2 separate regions of the Mus musculus genome follow, and region 2 is linked to region 1. A link is a contact called in public HiChIP or PLAC-seq data. All regions are on one chromosome and are shown on one strand. The core of a region is the stretch at or near the end of the contact, and the rest is flanking DNA. Distances in the headings are between cores, read along the strand shown. Region 1 overlaps Macroh2a1 (macroH2A.1 histone). Region 2 holds the start of Neurog1 (neurogenin 1).

The links. HiChIP or PLAC-seq counts read pairs in DNA pulled down with a chosen protein or histone mark.
Region 2: an H3K27ac HiChIP or PLAC-seq map of embryonic stem cells shows a contact between it and region 1, with 6 read pairs. The contact joins the promoter of Neurog1 here to the enhancer-like site in region 1. A contact is called at or near these places in 1 of 39 promoter capture datasets (pre-B cells), 4 of 484 Hi-C or Micro-C datasets (B cells, embryonic stem cells, large pre-B cells and 1 more), 2 of 115 datasets of contacts at active chromatin or transcription factors (both in embryonic stem cells) and 1 of 9 other capture datasets (liver).

The regions. Positions count from the first base shown.
Region 1 is chr13:56,111,383-56,114,493 of GRCm38.p6, reverse strand. The region is part of intron 2 of Macroh2a1 (macroH2A.1 histone); the gene reads left to right. It overlaps Gm31485 (a long non-coding RNA gene), which reads left to right. Exons shown (of 2, transcript XR_382468.4): 1 at 1-2,759; 2 at 3,081-3,111. Among named protein-coding and RNA genes, the nearest start is that of Gm31485, 8.2 kb to the left of the region's middle. Within about 2 kb of position 1,818, at least 75 of the 459 cell types and tissues checked have an H3K27ac peak or open chromatin away from gene starts, as enhancers often do. A contact at or near this core is called in embryonic stem cells and liver, where this site is marked.
Region 2 is chr13:56,250,825-56,253,891 of GRCm38.p6, reverse strand. Neurog1 (neurogenin 1) reads left to right here and starts at 1,712. Exons shown (of 1, transcript NM_010896.3): 1 at 1,712-3,067. The coding sequence starts at 1,960. The coding sequence ends at 2,694.

The DNA of each region.
Region 1 (3,111 bases), core at 569-3,068:
TCTCATTTCAGCTGGAAGAGCCACCCGGAAACTAGGTCCCTCTACATATAGCTCATTATCACCCTTCATTAGATCCTGACTGCTGGTAGCTGGGATAGACTTGGATAAATATTTATCTGTCATCTTTATAAATCTGGATACCACTGCTGAAAGTCAATATCTCCATTTACGGAGAAAATAAGGGTGTCTTACTCAAGGCAGCAACATTTTCCCGGCCCTCCCATCCCTCCCTTAGGCCTCGGTGGTCTTTAGTCCAGACTCAGAGCCTGGTCTGTGGTGATATTTTGAGAGTGTCAGGCAAGTGCTTTTGAGCATGGAGCAGTTTATGTTTGTTGAGCACTTAACTCTGTGCCAGGTACCAGTGAAATGTTTTCCATTGGGCAGTTCACTGAATCCACAACTCACCCGAAACGCTTCCAGAGCTGCTCAGCACAGGTAACTCAGCTCCCCACAGGGCGGCTCCTCCACAGGCTCTGCTGGGTCGGAATTCTCAGCAGGTAAAGAGCACTGGCGCCCAGGACCGTTAGTCCACTCTGTACCTCCTTGTTCCAGGCCGCCCCTGGGCAGGCACCTCAGGATGACTAGTGTACGCCCAGACTTTGCTAGTGAAGCCCCAGCCTGGCGGGACAGGCTCCAGGGCAGTCCCGGGAAACTACCAGTGTGTGCCCGGGATCTGTCTGGGCTGCAGACTGCAGGATGACAGACAGGCACGAGGCCAAGGGTAAGGGAAGTCCAGAGCATGTGTGGGAAAGGGTGTGGCCAAGGAGGGGCTGGTCCTTGGGTGACCTGTGCTGGGGTTTCAGGAGGACCTGGCCAGTGCCGGCAGACACGGAACAAGCACATTGCTGGGGAGCGACCGTGCAGCCAAGAGCTGCAGGAGGAGCTGCATAGGCCACAGAGCTGGAAGGCTTGCCCAAACCGGGGTGTAAGGTTGTGTTGCTCGGGGTTCTGGGAAGGGAGAGGACAGTAGGAGACTTCTGGACCAATGCCCATTTGGCCCCTCAAAGAAGGGGGTGTAGAACGGAGTTCTGGGTGTGTGTAGAGCTTGTGCAAATTCTCAGACAGTGTCCCCAGAAGCTGCGGCCCTGCTTGGGGTCCCTCCTTTTGCAGCAGTCTGCTCCTTCTGTTACCCCTAGAAACACTCTTGCTGTGGAGGGCAACCTGAAGTTCCGTGTGCCTTGCTGTGGGGAGGCTGCACCATCTGCGAGGCCACATCTAAGCCCTGGACAGCGTGGAGCAGCGTGTTTTGCGATTGCTCGCTCTTGTTTAGATGTCTTCCCAGGTTTCCCTGGCTCCCCACTGCCGTGCCGCCTGTGTGAGCTCATGTCAAAGCGCCGCCCCCACAGCATGCACAGCTCGCTGCTGTGCCTAGTTTCCCTCTAGAAGTCCATCTGGGAAGTGGTGCCAAGCGGGAGCTTTTGAAACCAGCTCCCTCTTTACATTTTAGTCTCTAAGTCATTTCATTTCGGCAGACATCTGATTCTTCACCCTTCCTGGGCTGAATTAAGAACAAATGGCTGTGGCCTTCCATACTAAAACAAACATGCACATTAACCATCTCCTTGTAAACTGATTGAGAGACCTTGAAGGTGACCAGTTGGGGGTGCAGAGGGCCCCCAAGGCTGGGCTGCACAGGCTTCCTGAGGCCACCTCCCTGTCCTCCTCTTCCTCCTCAGAGTTCTGTAGCCTCAGCAGCTGGCTCTGGTTCTCCCGGGGCCACGGGCCCCCTGCTGGGGTCAGATGAAAGTCCCAGAGCCCATCCTAAGGCAGAGTTAGCAGCAAGGCTGCCTGTGGCTGCCTGGGGTGCTGCGTTCTGTCAAGGCGGGTCTGGCAGGACTGAGGTTAATGGAGTTCAAGTGCATTTTTCAAACATATGTAAACTGTTAAGTGTAACAGAAAAGGAGAAACTGCAGGGAGGAGGCACCAGGGTTTCTGTGCCTTTCTCTTGCTTTTGATTCCCATGCACACCTATTCATCTGGTTCCTTAGATGGAAGGAACCCTGGTGTTCAAGGCTGTGCTGCCGCTGTCTCGTCCCCCTACCCCCAATAAGGGCATTGTAGTAAGCAGTAGCTTGCATTTACTAGGCATTTTACTTAGTAACTCAGCCTTTACAAACAGTTTGACAGAATGGGAAACCGAGGCTTGGCGTTGTCTCGGCCACAGCAAATATCAGGAGCTAAGGTTCAAACCTCCGGGCCCAGGGCCTCCCGTGGTGCGTTTGCCCTCATGGCTGCCACCCTTTGCCTTAGTCCAGCTGGAGGTGCTGGAAGCTCACGGGTGCAAAGGCAAAGGAGGGCTTCCTGGGGGAGGATCTACTGGAGCACGGAGATCGGCAGTGGGTAACAGCGAGGTGAGGCTAGCCAACAATACATGTGTCGCTCTTCCGTTAGCGTGCGTGTCAAATATCTTTACTCTGACTTTACTCTCCTTGTCCAATGGAATGGATTTTAGAGACTCCCAAGTTAGGCTGTGCATCTGTCTCGTTGGTAGTCTTTGTGGGACTGGGCTAGACGCCGCCTGGATCACGGAGCCAAGAGAGCAGGGATTGGCTTGGGCGGCCTTGCAGGAAGCAGAAGAGTGGCTTGCCCCTGAAGACTGTCTAGTGCCTGCACAGCCTTTACTCCACAGAATGCCCCAAGCCCAGGGCAGGGCAGGAGTGGGCTCTGGGACAGGCCAGCAGCAGGGAGCCTCACCGTGGCAGAGCTCCAGCAAGGGATAGCTCTGCAGGCTACAGTCTCCACATCCTCCCTGCCCCAAGGTAGGGAGGGGGCAGTAGAGTCTGTGGTGGACTCCAGGCCCCTGAGGGAATCAGAGGGGGACCAAGGTGTGGTCAGGACACAGGAAGTTCTTAGCAGTCGCCCTCCAATTGGGGTTGATTGGGTTAAGGCCTTCCGGAACGGTGTCCCAGCTCTGAACCTAGTGAAGTCAGCGGAGGGGGGAGGAATCAAAAGGAATACAATAAACAGATTTCCCTGTCTTGCTGTTGGCTCCGTAGCAGGTATCTGTACTCTCTTTGGGATTACGTGAACATTTGCTTTCTTTGATCCCTGATTGTTACTTCCAATTACTCTTTCGTTAGACAAGATGCTTCAGACAGTTCTGGAAAAGCC
Region 2 (3,067 bases), core at 463-2,962, 140 kb before region 1:
AGGCAGGAGGCAGAGCGGGATGCTTCAGTTATGAATTAGTGGCCAGGACATCCAGGAGCCACAAGAAATTGAAAAGGATGAAGCCCCTTGGCATCTTGGTTTTGAGCTTCTGGCCTTCTGAGCCTCAGAAGAGCGATCTTCTGTAAATTTAATGCACCCACTGTGGTGTGGTAATTTTAAGGAAGCCCAAAGAAATAAATACAGGGCCTGGAATTGTCACAAGGTCAGACTGGTGCCGGTATTCTGGGACCACCAGAAGCTGTCACAGGGACAGAAAGAGGCAGAGCTACCATTGCACAACTCCCAGCAGCCCTTGGGCTCCTGGGATGCCCAAGGATCTGTCAACAATTACTTTTTCTTGCATAATCTGATTACAGCCATTTCCTGCCACTTTTTACAAACCTCCTCAAGCCCTAATCTGTAACTGTGTCCTAGCTTTCTGCCCAAGAGCTGCTACAGAGGGAAGGAGCCACGGGGCAAGAGCTAGGCATAGGCAAAGAGGCTGTGCTTTCTCTACCAAGGCGCAGGTGTCCTGGACAGAGCCCCTTTGAAGACAGCAGGCTAGGCATTGCACTGGGCCTGAGGCCACCACTCAGATATCATGGAAAGGGGGGGGGGGCGCCTCTAGGGTGTTCCTTTTGTTTTTAATACCTGACTCCACGATCCAGGTTTGCTCCTTAATAAATAACTCCTCTCAGGTGCATTTGAGAGGCTGCCTGAGCCTCTATTGCTGTCCGGCAAACAGGAAAATGACTCGACCCACAGAATGAGGACATTTCTCTGGACTAGGCAAGTTTATAGGCAAATTGGCAGAAGGGATGGGGACGGAATTCCACTGTGTGCTTGCTGCCTTCTGTGGGACATCTCTCTCCTGGCCAGAAGCTAAGTCCCTTAGCCAGCTGGCACTGGGGTGAGCCCCTGAGGCTGGCACCATTCCAAAACGTGCGGCACAAGAGGATGCTTGGAAATGGAGAGAGCAAGATTTCAGGAGAAGAGGGGGTCTGCACACCCCCATATTACCTCGTGAGTCTTTGAGGAGGGGTACGCGGGCAGGGGCAGAGTGGGGTCAAGCCCCAGCTCAGTCTGGGAACTCATTGGATCTTTAGATCTTTCTCTTGCTGTCTTCTTCATTAACCTTGGCGGAGCAGGGACATCTATCCCTCCTCAAGACGTGTAACTGTTTACTGGTCCTGTCTGTTTAGATGCGAATAGTCAATCAGTAGCAGGCAAAGGGATGCGAACTCAGTAGCAGGCAAAGGGATGCGAACCCAGCCTCCAGCCTCAGCCCCAGCTCTCCATCACCCGCCACAGAGCTCACACTTTCTGCCAGGGCTCCTCCTCCCCATCCACCCCAGCGAGGGACACCCGCGCGCCCCTGGGAGGAGTGTGCCTCGGCCCGCCGCTAATCGCCCCCGGCCCCCGCCTTCGCCCGGGTTTCCCGGCCAGAGACGCCCCGGCCTCCCTCGCTTGATCCGGCTCCCGGAGCAGGCCGGGCCACCGATTGGCCGGCGGTAATTACGGGCACGCTCCAGGAGGGGGGCTGGGCGGGGGCGGCCTCCCGCGAGCATAAATTATGCAAATAGCAGGCGCCGCACGGGGCTGACCTGCCGCCTCTCGCCATTCACCCGCGCCGCCTCGGGGGCGGAGGTGGCCAGGGAGGGGGCGCCCATTGTTGCGCGCCGTACTTAAGGGGTCCTGAGGCCGGTCGTGTGCCACACTTGGTGCTCACAGGAGCTGATCTGATCGCCGGCGACATCACTCAGGAGACCAGCCCGGCGCGTGGCCCCTGCAGGCGAGGCGAGGAGGGCCAAGCCCATTCACTCCCTGAGCCCCTGCGATCTTCCCGGCCCTCGCGCCTGCAGCAGGCACAGGCTAGCCCCGGGTCGTACGGACAGTAAGTGCGCTTCGAAGGCCGACCTCCAAACCTCCTGTCCGTCTGTCGGTCCTGCACACTGCAAGATGCCTGCCCCTTTGGAGACCTGCATCTCTGATCTCGACTGCTCCAGCAGCAACAGCAGCAGCGACCTGTCCAGCTTCCTCACCGACGAGGAGGACTGTGCCAGGCTACAGCCCCTAGCCTCCACCTCGGGGCTGTCCGTGCCAGCCCGGAGGAGCGCTCCCGCCCTCTCCGGGGCATCGAATGTTCCCGGTGCCCAGGACGAAGAGCAGGAACGGCGGAGGCGGCGAGGTCGCGCTCGGGTGCGGTCCGAGGCTCTGCTGCACTCCCTGCGGAGGAGTCGTCGCGTCAAAGCCAACGATCGCGAGCGCAACCGCATGCACAACCTCAACGCTGCGCTGGACGCCTTGCGCAGCGTGCTGCCCTCGTTCCCCGACGACACCAAGCTCACCAAGATTGAGACGCTGCGCTTCGCCTACAACTACATCTGGGCCCTGGCTGAGACACTGCGCCTGGCAGATCAAGGGCTCCCCGGGGGCAGTGCCCGGGAGCGCCTCCTGCCTCCGCAGTGTGTCCCCTGTCTGCCCGGGCCCCCGAGCCCGGCCAGCGACACTGAGTCCTGGGGTTCCGGGGCCGCTGCCTCCCCCTGCGCCACTGTGGCATCACCACTCTCTGACCCCAGTAGTCCCTCGGCTTCAGAAGACTTCACCTATGGCCCGGGCGATCCCCTTTTCTCCTTTCCTGGCCTGCCCAAAGACCTGCTCCACACGACGCCCTGTTTCATCCCATACCACTAGGCCTTTGTAAGGCAACATCAATACTTTCTTCCTCCCCCAGTCTAAGAGCAATAATAGATGGGGAACTGGCTGAAGCCTCCGGGGGCCACACTTACCCCCAAGTGAATTCTGGGAGCTTTAAAGGGGGGAGGGGGAATACCTGACCACTTGTTAGGTTGCTGCACCCTCGCTGAAGCTGCCCTCGGTCTATTTCTCCACCCCCAGCACGGCCTCCCCCCCCCCCCGCCCGCCCCCAGACGGCCTTTCGTTTTTGTTGCACTTTCTGAACTTCACAAAACCTTCTTTGTGACTGGCTCAGAACTGACCCCAGCCACCACTTCAGTGTGGTTTGGAAAAGGGACAGATGAGCCCCTGAAGACGAGGTGAAAAGTCA